3 separate regions of the Zea mays genome follow, and regions 1 and 3 are each linked to region 2. The links are chromatin contacts, called in public Hi-C maps. All regions are on one chromosome and are shown on one strand. The core of a region is the stretch at or near the end of the contact, and the rest is flanking DNA. Distances in the headings are between cores, read along the strand shown. Region 1 holds the start of LOC103645777. Region 2 holds the start of LOC100383309 (hydroxyproline-rich glycoprotein family protein). Region 3 holds the start of LOC100275186.

What was found. Hi-C and Micro-C count contacts between places; a contact is called where the count stands out from the background.
Region 1: a contact with region 2 is called in a Hi-C map of bundle sheath, with 2.5 times the contacts expected there. The contact joins the promoter of LOC103645777 here to the promoter of LOC100383309 in region 2. A contact is called at or near these places in 7 of 25 Hi-C or Micro-C datasets (bundle sheath, ear, leaf and 4 more).
Region 3: a contact with region 2 is called in a Hi-C map of leaf, with 4 times the contacts expected there. The contact joins the promoter of LOC100275186 here to the promoter of LOC100383309 in region 2. A contact is called at or near these places in 2 of 25 Hi-C or Micro-C datasets (leaf and tassel).

The regions. Positions count from the first base shown.
Region 1 is chr2:2,625,010-2,630,013 of Zm-B73-REFERENCE-NAM-5.0, forward strand. It overlaps LOC103645777, which reads left to right and starts at 1,646. Exons shown (of 7, transcript NM_001347050.1): 1 at 1,646-1,963; 2 at 2,280-2,337; 3 at 3,611-4,162; 4 at 4,636-4,779. The coding sequence starts at 3,686. It overlaps LOC100191603, which reads left to right. Exons shown (of 10, transcript NM_001137032.2): 10 at 83-680. The coding sequence ends at 394.
Region 2 is chr2:2,768,345-2,773,117 of Zm-B73-REFERENCE-NAM-5.0, forward strand. It overlaps LOC100383309 (hydroxyproline-rich glycoprotein family protein), which reads left to right and starts at 1,377. Exons shown (of 2, transcript NM_001175967.1): 1 at 1,377-2,299; 2 at 3,081-3,976. The coding sequence starts at 1,495. The coding sequence ends at 3,421.
Region 3 is chr2:2,535,448-2,540,473 of Zm-B73-REFERENCE-NAM-5.0, forward strand. It overlaps LOC100275186, which reads left to right and starts at 2,318. Exons shown (of 3, transcript NM_001149336.1): 1 at 2,318-2,492; 2 at 2,573-2,694; 3 at 3,902-4,387. The coding sequence starts at 2,344. The coding sequence ends at 3,921.

The DNA.
Region 1 (5,004 bases), core at 396-2,895, 140 kb before region 2:
TAAAACTCATCTACTTTGAGCTAGTAAGCATGAAGGTTGTCCATGTGGCTGACGCGTTTGCATTTGGTGTGGTATGTTGCAGACGCAGTACCTGGTGTCGCGATGGGGCTCCGACCCCAACTCCCTGGGGTCCTACTCGTGCGACCTGGTCGCGAAGCCGGCCGACGTGTGCGCGAGGTTCGCCGCCCCCGTCGAGAACCTGCACTTCGCCGGCGAGGCGGCCAGTGCCGAGCACTCGGGGTCCGTGCACGGCGCCTACTCGTCGGGCATCGCCGCTGCCGAGGAATGCAGGAAGCGGCTCCTGGCGCTGAAGGGCATCCCGGACCTGGTCCAGGTCGCGGCGTGGGAGGAGATGGCCGGAGCTGTGGCTCCTCTGCAGATTTGCAGGACCTGAGTGAGATTGGATCACTGGCTGCCTTTGGACATTGGAGTGGATCGTGGATCGCTTCGCTGCTCCCTGATGGTTGCCGAGTCTTTTTTTATATTTACCTTACCTTGAAGGCCGTTGTGTCTTGTCTGGAATAAATCAAGATTGACTGGCACTGAAAGTGTCATCGCGTCACTCTTTCATACTTATTAATAAATATCACAAGTCTGTCCTGAGATCTCAGCCTGGTGCCTGCGTGCTGCCTTTGCCTTGTATATGACGTTTTACTTTCTTTTAGTCTCAATTATTCAAATTTTTTTTTTACTAATTTCACTGCAATTTAGTTTGGTATATACACAATAAACCATAAGTGTAGGTTCAGAATTTTATTTTTTCATAAGATAAGTGGTCAAAAAGTTGAGACTAAAAAGGTTTATCGTTATATATTTGTGAACGAGGTGGTAGCTATGTTTAGGTTCGTTCGTCTCCGTACGCTCTGTGCTTAGTTGCGCTGAACAGCGGTGATTGCCAAGTGGATGGACCCATGTTAACAGGGTCGTGTTGATGACGCTCGACCAACCTTGCCCCAAGATCCAGGTCAAAGACAACAGTAGGCCTGGTGGCCGGGGTGTTTTGTCATTTTCTTTTCTCGCATCATTTGTTTTGTTGCATTTGGACTAATGCTCTTCTTTTCATAGTATCTAGCAAACCTTCTCGTGTGCTGCAACTGTAAATTACTATATTAACGCATAAATAAATAAATATAGTTGCGCCCGCTATTTTTTTTAACTAAAACACGATAAATAAAAAATTAAAACACGGTAAATAAAAAAAGAACTAGAGTACAATTTATTTTATGACGACCATAACATCCATAATATGTAGTATGCCAATGTCACATCAGCCAGGAATACCCACATAGCTGGTGTTGATTTGTCATGCGTCACTTTAATAGAGCTGGTGTGGTGTCTATTGAAGTCCAACTTATCTAATTTTATTCAAATTTACTAAAAGAACATCTAGAGGAAAAAATGGAGCGGAGGGAGTATCATCATTTTCCAACTCGCAATTCTACTGCTGATGCCATGACCCACGAGTCCACGAGAAACTATCCCAGGCATGCTTGGCCATGTCACACTCACACGGGCTCAAGAGGCAATAATAATTAAAAAAAGACTTTTAAATTCGTGCCAGTATCTAGAGGACCCACTCGTGCATTTGCTCCATTTTTTCTTTGTTCGAATTGACCGAAATTCGCTGGTGCCCTTTTCCTGTTCTATCCCCGTCACCCTTTTTCACCCCACCCCATTCTCCTTCTTCCTCCAGAGTCCAGACGGCGTGCTTCCGCCTGCCGCCGCCGGCGAGCTGCTTGCCCGCAGCATGACTCCGCATCCTGGCCGCCTCGTCCTACCACCGGCGGCTCCTTCTCCCTGAACCCCGCCGCGCGCCAGGCACCACGCCTCCCTCCGCAGTCACACGAGCACGCGGCCGTCCTCTGCCGCACCGCGCCGCCTCCAGACGCCTCGCTCGTCAGGTCTCTCCACCTCCGCCTGCGAACGTTCGGCCCAGCTCCGGCGAGTTCCTCCGCAATTCCGGGTGAGAGTCTACGGCTCTACGCGCCAGCTCCTCCTCCCCCTCCCCCTCCGGCCGAGTCCTCGTCGATTTTGGGCGGGCGCCCCTCCGCCGGCGGTCTGTGCTGCGCGGACGCGGTTCGCGGATCCGGCGGCCGGATCTGCGCCGCCCTCGCCGCCGGCTTGCTCCTTCTCCTCGCGGCTGGGCGTACAACCCTTACTTCACTACTACCTCTTTTGAGGGGCGCGTGGACTGTGGAGTGGAGACCAGGGTTGACCCTCCGCTGGCAGCTGGCCGCTCAGATCCTCCCCGTCCTGATCTCTTCCTCCTCTTGCTGCAGATCTGCTGGAGCGCCAGCAAGGCGGTCTCTCCAACCCTCCGGAGTCCGGACCAGCAAGGTAAGAAGGCTTGTTCGTTCTGTACCTCGCAGCCGGCCATTACACAGGACGCAACACAAGAATGGTCATCATGCTTGTATATGGAATTTTGGTTTGGATCCCCAAATTAATGATTGTTATTAGCAAGCAGTTAACTGCAGTTACCCATTATTAGCAAAGTGGTGAAAGACTAGAGGCAGCACTAGTGCAGGCCACCAGAGTTTAAAGTTTACGAACTCGGAATTTCAAAACCTGAACCTTCTGACTTAATACTATGACCACTTAATGAACTTGTCGCAGTAGCACTTGGTTAATCGTGGTAATAATAATACTATGGAAAATGCATTTCAAATAATACTATGTTGATGATCCGTTTTCTTTTTAGAGCTTTAGGGCATTGCCCCAATCTTAGCATTAGCAAAGACGAAAGCATCAGTTTACAGCTTACAGGTTGAACTCACCTGTCCGAAAATCCCAAAAAAAGCTGCAAAGAAACGTTACAACTCCATACTTAAACGACTTCTCTTGACACCAATCATCCTTCCGACACACTCAAATAAAAATACACCTAGGGATCCATTGAACTTAAACAAGAAACAGCACTACCAGAAACAAGCTAAGAACTAAGGAGCTACAGCAGGGGCTGTTAAGAAAAATATATCCTTAGCCCCTGCAAGTTCCCAAAAAATGCCTCTCTTCCCCGCTCGGACTAAAGCAGCAGTAACACTTGGGGGTGGGGGATGCCATAAAAAAACATACCGTTTTCTGTGTTTCCATATGATCCAGGAGCCAACGATGATGAGACTATTTAGGCTTTCCTCCACTGTCCTTCCAACAGCTCATTGTTGCATGCCTTATCTGCTCAAGTTGAACATTGATTAATCTGCAGAATAGGAGACGATGTGGATCCTTGGTATTGTGCATGTTTCTACTGAATCCATGCTTCCTTTGTGCACTTTTACTGGTAATCTATTTTCATTATGGAAAAAATGACCACTAGTCTTCTTGATTTATCATTCTTCCACCTGTTGTTATTCTACTTGGAGGAATGGTACCTCTAGAGAACTTTGCACTTTTTCTCTGCAAAGTTCTTTAAAAAACCTTTTTTACTTTTTTTCTTAGGCAATTCGATGTGGTGCTGTGATATTAGTTTTATATTTTCTCTGATTCGTGAACTTGTAGGTTTAATTCTTGATGGTCCGTCTTCTGTTGATGACTTATGGACTTCTTTTTTCCTGTGGTCAGTCCTGCATCAATTTTAAAACATAATTAGTACCTTTTTTTTCATTTTCAGGGTTCTGATCTCCCATGCCACAGTTTATAACGTTGAAGGATTCAAAAATCTACAGAACTAGATGATACTTGCATAATGCAGTCCTCAGGTATTTGGAAGGCGCATGCTGGTTCATCACAGTCAGAGGGTTCGGGTCTGGATATGGAGAGGAACGGATGCAATCATAATTATTGTCCATCTCCTCTCCAACCAATTGCCTCAGCTGGTCAGCACTCTGAAAGCAGCGCTGCATACTTTTCTTGGCCTACATCTACTCTAATGCACGGGTCAGCTGAAGGCCGTGCTAATTACTTTGGGAACCTACAGAAGGGTGTACTACCAGGACATCTTGGTCGCTTGCCAAAGGGCCAGCAAGCTACCACCTTACTTGATTTAATGATTATAAGAGCATTCCACAGCAAGATCCTCCGCCGGTTTAGTCTTGGTACAGCAATAGGCTTTAGAATCAGGAAAGGAACATTGACTGACACACCTGCCATCCTTGTGTTTGTTGCTCGAAAGGTTCACAGGAAGTGGCTCAGCGCTACTCAATGTCTTCCAACTGCCCTTGAGGTAGGCATGATGTTTGTTTCATGTAGTTTACAATGTTACTTAAGCCATCTGAAACCACATATTCAATTTCATCCAAGCTTATTAAAACGATAAAAAGTTGGAACGCTCATGGGTGAAATTTTGACTTTTAAACGTTTAAACTTTGTTTAAACGTAGTTTTAAACAACATAGTTAAAATACCAATATATCATAATTTCAGACAATAATATGAAATTAAATACCAAAACAGAGAGGTTAGTGGCTTACCAAAACTTCACCCATGAGCTGGATTGAACCCCAAAAGTAACTAATAGACCGGGCCTAAAAATAGCTAATGGTCTAAAATGCATAAAACACTGCGTTTTACAGTTTAGAACGCCAAAACGCTAAAACATGATTTCAATCTCTAATTAGAGTTTTGACGTTTAAACGTAGTTTAAACATCGTTTAAACGTAGTTTTAATAACACTGATTTCATCGCGTTCCATAAACAGGGACCTGGGGGTGTGTGGTGTGATGTTGATGTTGTTGAATTTTCTTATTATGGTGCACCAGCCCCAACACCAAAGGAACAACTTTATGATGAGCTTGTTGATGGATTGCGTGGTAGCGACCCTATTGTAGGCTCAGGTTCACAGGTAACATTCTTTTGTTCTCTTATGCTGCATCTTGTTTAGACTGCTTCATTACTTGACCACTTTCCTTTTTTTTCATCAAATGACATGCTTTGCTATAGTCATACAATGTCCAATCTTACTAAAGGTCTGCAGTGTTTTCTTATGCATCAAAATCAGTTGGGGATAACTGATATACAAAAATTCATGAACTTGACATATTCTGCTAAGAGTTGTCTTTTTTTTTGG
Region 2 (4,773 bases), core at 127-2,626:
TACGATACAAAAGGCAACCCAAGAATCCAGCCTATACCGCGGCTGCATCGCAGTAGCACGCTGCGCTAGTCCTAGCTGCTAGCCAAAAAAAAAAAAAAAAAGGCGCCATTTGGTGAATGACTACGGTAGTGTGGTCAGGTGTTGTGGGGTTCCCGTTCCGCTACGGACGAACACGACGCTGCCGCTGAAAAGGGCAGCAGAAGGCCCAAGCGCCGCGTCTCTACAACACGTACTACTACGGCTAGCAGAGTAGTTCATGAACAGCGGTGGACCTCGGCCTAGGTTTAGGAGGAGAGGGGTGCTTCTGCTGCTCCGATCCCCGTGGTGATCGCAACCACTTGTGGGGGGAACTTTTGGCAAGTAGAGTAGATGATTGCCGTCGAACCATAGTTAATTTAACACCGTCTTCTTCTGCTACTAAGATACTTTTATAGGCACATAATAGCACTAACTAGCTCTAGCTAGATCCATCATGCATGTAAACACGTAACACCATCTTCTTTCTGGGGGAAACGACACTGCTGTGCTGTGGGGGGGGGTTGGCTTCTTTCCTTTCTCTTTTTCTTCCGTTTTTATTTTTTATTTTTACTGTTAGAGGACCTGTGGCGCGACTGTTCCGGGCGCAGCACGCTCGCTCCGCATATGTCCAAGCACGCACACAGGCACGCACAAGCACAATCACACACACCCCGGCCCGGCCTGGCCAGGCCAACAGCGAGTCCTCTTTCCTAGGCGGAAGCGGAACAGGCCAGGGCCAACGCGCTCAGAAGTGGCGTGGCCGGTCACTGCTGGGAGGGGTCCCCCTGCACGGAGAGGATGAGGTGAGGACGCGGCACGCCGGCAGCTACGGGACACCCCGGTGGCGGTGCTCGGCTCCGCGACAACCAAGCCCCCGAACAGAAGCGCTCACTGCTCACTCGCCAGCCCCAGCCATTTAGCTCGAGGCCGGTGATAAGTACTAGCATAACAGAAGCGTCTGCGTCTGCGTGCAAGCGTTGTGAACGACGACACGAGAAGAAAAAGGTTACTGGGAAAACTGAAAAGGAACCGCGGGAAACGAGCAGGAGGCGGGCGGGCGAGAGGGATGAGCAGCCGGGAACGTGAACGAGCCTGACCGGGCGCGGCCGATGAGATCCCCCACTCACATGGAGCGCCCTGCCTGCCACTGCCACGCTCCAAGCCTTGCACTGCACTGCACTGCGCTGCGCCCGATCCGAAGCGAAACGCCCTCTAACTGCACTGCTGCGTGCGTACAGTGCACCTCTTTGGTTGGGTGGGTTAAAGCTTAACGCCACCACTAAACCCAGGCCAGCACAACGCCGTGGCCATGTAAATACGGGGGTGCCCAGTCCAGTGGCCTCCTCGCCAGCCTTCGCCGCGCGTCCGACCCAAACCCAACCACACCGCCCTCCCCTAGCTCGTCGCGTCCCGACCCGATGCCGTAGCTAGCAGCGGCCCTGCAGCCAGCCACCCACCCACGCCTGCAGCCGTCGCATGTCGGACAACACCGTAGCCAAGGCGGCGGCAGCGACCATGACGCCCGCCGCCGCCTCCGACCCGTCGCCGTCGTCCTCGTCCGGCGTCGGGGCGTCCCCGCTCGCGCTGCTCCGCCCGCACGCGCACGGCCACATGACGCCGCCGTCGCCGGCGCTCGCGGCCCCGCCGCCGTCCCCGGCGTCCGCGCCCCGGGACTACCGCAAGGGCAACTGGACGCTCCAGGAGACGCTCGTCCTCATCACGGCCAAGCGCCTGGACGACGACCGCCGCGCCGGAGGCGCCCATGCCCACGCCCACGCCCTGGCCGGGTCGCCCACCACGCCGCGCTCGGCGGAGCAGCGCTGGAAGTGGGTGGAGAACTACTGCTGGAACCACGGCTGCCTCCGCAGCCAGAACCAGTGCAACGACAAGTGGGACAACCTCCTCCGCGACTACAAGAAGGTCCGCGACTACGAGTCCCGCGCCGCCGCCGCCGCGCCGGCCGCCGCGCCGGCCACGAGGGCTCTCCCGTCCTACTGGGCCATGGAGCGCCACGAGCGCAAGGACCGTAACCTGCCCACCAACCTGGCGCCCGAGGTGTTCGACGCGCTCACCGACGTGCTCTCCCGCCGCGCCGCGCGCCGAGGGGGCGCGGCGATCACGGCCGCCCCGCCGCCACCCCAGCTCGCGCTGCCTGCTCCGCCTCCGCCTCCGCCGCTTCCTCCTCCATCGCCACCGAAGCCCCCCATCGTCCAGCCCCGCGCTCCGCCTCCTCCGCTGCCGCTTCCGGCGGCCGTGCCTCCGCCGGCGACGTCCGTTTCCGGTATGGTCGGTCGGCGCGCGCCGCGCCCGTACTTAACACCAAGCTGCTGTTACATCTATCTACCCGTTCCATTTACTGTTCGTCTGTCGTCTCGTCTCGTCTCAACTGACACGTGGGCCCCTGGATCGCCACGATGTTATTTATATGCTTAGAGCCAGGCGTTATGATTGGGGGAGATCAGATGCTCCCTCGAGCTGGTCTAATTATTTACCTCACCAGGCGGGGTAGGGGGGCTCGCTTTTTAACTTTTTTTTACTGTGCCTTCTTCCCCGGTGGGTGGCAGTGGTGATAGCGCTGGGAGATGAGAATAAAGCAGCGTTCATCAGAGTGCAGCGCAGCTCATGCATGCAGGGCAAAGTAGGCGGCGAATTCTATAGTTTATGGAGGGTTTTACTTGCATTGCAGAGATAGATGACAAAATAAAATGAGAAAATAGATTTCATGTGGCTAGTATAAGAACTACTACACAGGCGAAGCAATGCAAAGTAAGAAACAAAGGTCGCAGTCACTTTGTAAAGGCATTGGCAAGATCCAATTCTAAAAGCCTGAAAGCTTGGAGCAACTGTTGAAACGAACTAACAAAGCACCTTTTGTTGTCCAGCACTCCAGCCTGTTTGTTGTTTTCGCAGTTTAAGTAGATTACAGTGTGCTATATACATAAGTCGCAATGCATATGGTAGTAACTGCTGTGCAGTTTATATATGTTAGCCAGCCTGGTCCCTCCCTGCAGCGTTTTTTTGATGACGTGTTGCATGGATGGATCGTGGATGTGTACGTGCAGCGGAGGAGCTGACGGGGTCGTCGGAGTCCGGTGAGGACGACGACGGGTCGGACGCCGTGGCGGAGCCGGAGCCGAAGCGGCGGCGGCTGAACCGGCTGGGGTCCAGCGTGGTGCGCAGCGCGACGGTGCTGGCGCGCACCCTGGTGGCGTGCGAGGAGAAGCGGGAGCGGCGGCACCGGGAGGTCCTGGAGCTGGAGGAGCGGCGGCTGCGGCTGGAGGAGGAGCGCACGGAGGTGCGGCGCCAGGGCTTCGCGGGCCTCGTCTCCGCCGTCAACAGCCTCTCCAGCGCCATCCACGCCCTCGTCTCCGACCACCGCAGCGGCGACTCCGCCTCCCGGTGATCGGGCCGGGCAGGCCGGCAACTAACGCTCGGCCTTGACCGTCCGTCGTTGTCAACACCTCTCCCAGCTCAGCTCGGCTCGGCTCATCTGCCGCCGCGCCGGCGTTCGTTGTGCGATCCGTCGTCCGTCGCGGCCGGGCGGCTATATCTGGGCTCCGACGACAACATGATCCAGGTATCGACCGACAAACCGACCGACCGACCAGGATGTAAATAAGGTGAAGCGTGATTCATTGTTTGTTGGAGGCTGTGTGACTCCGAATTCTTTTGGAGGTGGTGGAATGGAAGCGTGTGTGTAGCATTGCATTGGTCCGTCTCGCTCGCGTGCATGTAGTAGTAGTAAGTACAACGTGTCCTCCTGCTGCTGCTGCTGCTAGTGCTAGGTATCTGCTTTGAGCTCCCTCCCTCCCCTTTTTTTTGTGCATGCATTGACTCGTTGTTGACTGGAGATGGAGCTTGCGTTGCGATCAGTGGACATTGTTACTGTGCAGCATGCCAGCTGCCGTGGTGTGGTGTGTGGGTATTATTATGGTCGATGAGGGAGGCCGGTGCTGCCATTGACACTGTCTTCTTGGGTTCCGGGTTTGTCGCGGACGACGATCATTAGCGGTGCATGGCATGCAGGGTAGTAGCAGAGGGGAACGAGTGGGAGGGGGAGGATCAGCAGTCGAGGCGAGTAGCATAGCATGGCGTGGCCCGTGGGGCCTCTCCCCCTCGGCTCGCTGCCGCTGTGGCTGTGGCTGCGTGCATGCAGGAACTCCAGTACTGCACGGCTGCCATGGCATAGTGCCACTGCTTTCTTTCTTCGTCCCTGACCCTGCGTGTGGGTGGGTATTGGAGGAAGGAATCAAAGCTAGCAGCATCTCATGACTCGTGCATGCTAGCCCTCTAGCTAGCCTCTCTAGTCTCTACTATGAGAGCCTGAGAGCTGAGAGGAGAGTAGAGCGTGCATGCAGTATAGCCGGCTAGTGGTAGCTCTGATGGAATGGCGCTTTTGCCCCCTGCGGTGTGTTGTGCATGGCAGTAGTACTCGTCTCTACAACCTCTACCTGGACTCACTGGACGATCCATGATTGATTGTTCAACGAGTCTACTCATGGAATCGCCACCGTACCGCGTCTGGCCGGCCGGTTACTGCCGTGACTTGACTTGTGTAAGCCACGCACCTTTGTCTGTCTCTGCGTACGTACCCGAGGATCGTGTGACATGTACAGCTACGGTCGAGGCGTACGTATTTTTTTACTACGAGTTCGATCGGTCTGCTCTTCACCAGTCACGCTGCAGTAGTGTTTTATACGCTGTACATACGTACTAGTATGCGTACGTGCGCACCGTCATCTCCTACGTATAGTC
Region 3 (5,026 bases), core at 1,068-3,567, 230 kb before region 2:
TTCTCCATAAGGAAGCTAGGAAACTTCTCTGTCCGCGAGATCATCGGACAATCCAGTGCGCCATTAGGAATCCAGTCAGCAAGAGTCGGCACCTGATCTGATTGGCGAACTTCCTTTTCCGGTGTGGCACTAGACAATGCGATGTGCCACCGGACAGCTGCCACGTAAGCTAGCCGTTGGTGGCTGGCGCCCGCCTACGAAGAGAGAGCCATTGAAAACCTTGTTTGGTGCACCGGACAATGTATTGTTTACTATCCGGTGAATTTTATAATTAAAATTCTTGAGAACAGCATCTTCGACCGTACACATCACCGGATAGTTCGGTGCACAACGGACAGTCCGATGGGTCTAAGGCCAGTCTAAGTTTGGCTCTTTTGAGCCAAACTTCTCCAACTTCTCTTGACTTTTATTGAGAGCTTTCCTAACAATTAGACAAATATAGTCAGCAACTAAAACAATTGACTAAGTGGTAGAATCATAATCCTTTCTCACTTCTTTTCTCAAGGATTTACAATATGGTCACTACTAAGTCCAAAAGCCACTTTTCTTGCACAAAAGAGTTAGTAGCCAAATAAAGGTGCAAAAAACATAATATAATATATGTGCAACTTATTCAAGTACTTAAACCTAATATTTTATAGCTTTTTCCAAAAGTTGCGCTTTTGGCCTTCCAATTCAACTAATTTGGACTTCTTTGTCTTCAATTTGCTTTCTCTAAACATATGCTCATGCTTACATCAAGAGTCAGTCTAAAGTGATATGTTCAGTATTTAATCACCAAAACAATTAGAAATAGCTTAAGATCACATTTCCGTTTCGGTATGCACTAAGTGCTCCACTTGTGTAGCTACCGCAGGTGATGGCACCAACACTGGCAACTTCCTTGTGGTCCCCGCCGTCGTCCATTGCGCCGTTGTCGCTCCTGTTCCGCTAGGCCTGCTCCTGCAACACCTCCTCATGCTCATGCTCGAATTCCTAATGCCAGAGAAACCAATAACCCTGGTGGTGAGGCCGCTGGGCAACGCCGTCACCTTCACCTAATCCCAACTACCCATGTCTATCTTCTCTTTGGTTACGAGAGCAGACCGGAGTTAGCGGGCAGTAGAAGCGCGATGAATAGACTCCCTGTCATGGAACCGAGGCGTCGTCGTCGCCGGCCACTCCTCCCGGTGACGAGGTACGACACCAGTTTCAACGGTTGTCCTACATCATTTTTTACAAAAAAATCTCTTACATCTTTTAAAATGAACACGTCGTTCTACCGCCCACACTTCTGCATCGTCCGTTCTATCACCGCACACCATCCAACCGCGTATACCATCTCCCTCGATATCGTGCCTGCCCCTACCTACGCGCGGTGTAACCACCCTAGCTAGCCGCCTGTTATGGGATCGCTGCTCCTCTAACATAAAATATTTATCTTTACTATTATATAATACATGAGTTTCGTCGGTTTCTTCGTGCGTCAATGCGCTCACGCGTGAGCATCCTAGGCCTCTCTGTGCGTGTTTGCGTCTATATCAAATCTCTACTATATTAAAGCATCAGTTTCAACGGTCGTGCTGCGTCATTTTTTTTTAAAAAAAGTCTCTTACATCTTTTTAGAATGAGCCTACCGTTCTGCCGTCCCATCCGTCTATTCTACCGCCCCACGCCATCCAACCGTGCATGCCCACCTCATGAATTTAGACATATATCAATTAAACTAATTCGGTTTTATGCAAAATATACTTGTATACTATTATTAGCAAGATGACGGAGATATTTATGTGCTATATTTTTACTATAGAGGAGTGAGACGAAGAGTGTCATGTAAGTTACAAAGTAGAAACAAATTCTATTAATGCATAAAATTATTTCTCATCTTCCACCTCATAAATTTGAGATATACTTATATCTTAATTTTGAAAAGTGGTGGAATGTCAAATTTTAAACTAAATAAATTACTTTATTGAGGAAATTACAATTCCTCTAAAATAAAGAGATCCAAACGTCCCGTAATTCTATTTGAGTAAGATCTATCTTAAGTGTAAGATACTGTCGCACGCACGTGCACTTAGCTATTAACATTTACGGATCGGGGATCGGGTTGATACGTTTTGTAAGTTTATAGAGCGGGTAGGCACAGGAAGACAAGTGTGTATTTTACTCGTTTTTTTTACAAGACTGGAGCAAATCTGTTCTCCAGCTTCCATGAATTCCATGGGCTTTCTAAATTTCTGCCTCCGGCCCATACAAATTCCTCCTGATGAAGGTTCGTCGGCCCAAACCAAGTAGCGTCTAGGGTTTTAGCCTCTCCAACCGCACGATGGACACCGACGCGAGAAGGCAGGGGGAGAGAAAATGGCGTATTTGTCCCGCACAGCCGCCGCCGTCGCCGTCGCCGTGAGGTCGGCGGTCCGCTCCGCACCTCTCACTGGCCGCGTCCTCGGAGCGCCACTGCCTTCCCTTGCCTCGCCTTCCGCTGCCCGGTCCGCCCGAATCCTCCGCAGGTAGCCAGCTGACTCCTTGGCGATTGGTCCGGATGGGTTTTGGTTTGTGCGCTCACATCGGCCGTTTGGTTTCGGTGCAGGACGGCGGCCGCGGCGTCGGCGGGGCTGGAGACTCTAATGCCGCTGCACAGCGCGGTGGCGGCCGCGCGGCTTAGGTCCTGCATCGCCGTCGACTCCTCGTGCTGGAGCTCGCTCTCGCAAGGTAATCCTCTGTCTGGGCTGTTACCATTGGAGGGGATAATGGCATGCTGTCAAATAATTGGACCGGTTGTGGGGTGACTTGGGTGCTGCATGCTCTGGATACTGTGGATGTCTATGGTTGTGAAATAAGCTATTTTAATCGGTCCAGTATCAGAGTTATCACCAACTAATTGACTGTTTTTTAGGTCAGGTTCATATAGGAGCTACCGCTTTAGGAATTAGGACTGTGTGTTCATTCTGACTTATCGGGGGCTCTCAGTGTGAAATAGGGCATGTCAATTTGGAAACTTGTGAACGTCCATAGTAGCTTATATTTTATAGAATCTTTTGCCTTTTGCAATGTTAACAAAAATTGATCAACAGGGATCTTTATGTATGCAGTGATGAATAACGAATTTATTCAACATGCCTTTCAGAGTTACACTTGTGAGAAGAACTTAAATGCTAGCAGTTCATCTCAAAACTAGTTGCAGTCATTGTATTGTTTTATTTTGTAGTAGCTTGATGCCAGATTGCCAGTATAGCTTGTCACTATAAATTACGTTTGGTATGGTTTCTTGTGGTCTTTTTTTATTTAAGTAAAAAGTTTGGTTGGCTCCGCTGTGTGCATGGCGCAACGATAGCATCCTAGTTGTAAATAGAAAGAATACAGCCTCTTTAGGACTAGTCATTGCGATCGTGTTGATTGATCCACTTGTTGCATTATTGGCCCTCTTTATCCATAAAACCTTAAGATCTGGTTTTAGCTATATAGACTTGCAACTTACATGTCGACCATAATATTGTGGTTCTCTAAAGTCTAAACTCTGAGGAAAAGTGACGCCTATTTAAAACCCTGTCCCATGCATAAATAATAGAGTTTTTGTTTGTCTTTGATGCATGAGGTGCTATCGTTCTTCACCTTTTCAATGCATTTCTCTGTTTTGCACCTTAGTAATGAAATTGGCATTCTTATGGTGCTTGAAATTGTTGAGCGAATAGTTTTTTCATCTAATGTTCTCAGTGACATGGATTCCTGTCACTTAGTTGTGCAACCTAATCATCCATGAAATACTGAACCTATCATCAGTTCCAGCTAGCAAGTCTTAGTAATACAAGGTCCTTCATGCTTGTTGATTAGATCAAGCCAATGAAGAAAAAAAAAGTTATCTGTTCTTTTTCGTTGAAAAAAAGATGGGGTTTCTACATATTAACTGTGGTTATTATAGGTTTAAACAAGCGCATCTGATCATGGCTAGGAGCTGAGCACAGAAGAGAAGTGAGGACAACGAGTTAGAACGAAGTCATCTCTTTTGCAGATATTTGTAACATGTACTACTTTGGTTGTTGCTCTATGTGTTTGCTCATGTCTTCAATGGAGCATGCAAAATAGTTCCTTGTAACTTGCTTGGCTCTTATTTTCAGTTTGGTCATGAGCTATGCTGAAGGAAAAAACTTGTACTTGTAATAAAAAAACACTTCAGTTTTTTCTTTAGGTGTGCAAAATTACTCCATTTGAAATAATGGCAGCATATGGTATTACATCTTGTATCCATGGCCTGACTTGCTCTTGTATTTGGTGATATAGGATATGCTTTGCCTTTATGAGAGGAGAGGTGCACCTGAAGAAACCAATGAACATTAGGAATTACAAACAAGGGCTGTAATAATGTGATTGTTGTAAACTAATTTTACCTTTGATGTTCATTGAATCATCCACAGATGTACAACTGGCATTTGTTGATGTTGGGATTTTATTTACGTGGATCCATGAATTACCTGCAGCTCCTCTTTCAAACGGTTGCTTCATTATTGGCATTGGGATGCTCAGATATTATTTTCAATTCCGATGTAGGCATCACTTGAAATAGCTTCAATTATGTGCCTTCCTTGAGAATTCGGTTCACTCTGCTTGGGTTACAATGCCTGAGGATTGAAATAGCGGAATCATCTGTGCACTCACAAGATGAGCAGCAAAAAGTGAAAGCCTATTTGCAAGTTTCTACGTTTGATTTGCAGTTTCTGTTCTAAATTAAGTTGTTCAAATATGAACAATGCAAACAAAATGGTAAAACTGAATATGCCTCTAGCAACACACGCGAGATTTCACATACAGTATTTCTTAGAGCTGCACATCCTGATATCCAGCTCTAGGAAATCTATTTGCCAAACAAGGAGTGATTTAGACTATGAGTGGACCTCTGTTTGCCAAACAGGAATGCTTGTAGCGGTAAACTCAACCGCAGCCCAATCTGCAAATAGTGTCCAACGGGATAGACTAGAGTTGAACCAAGTTTGTGTTGTATTATGTGCTCCATTCCTAGTATTTTATAAAATATTTTTAGGGCAATTGT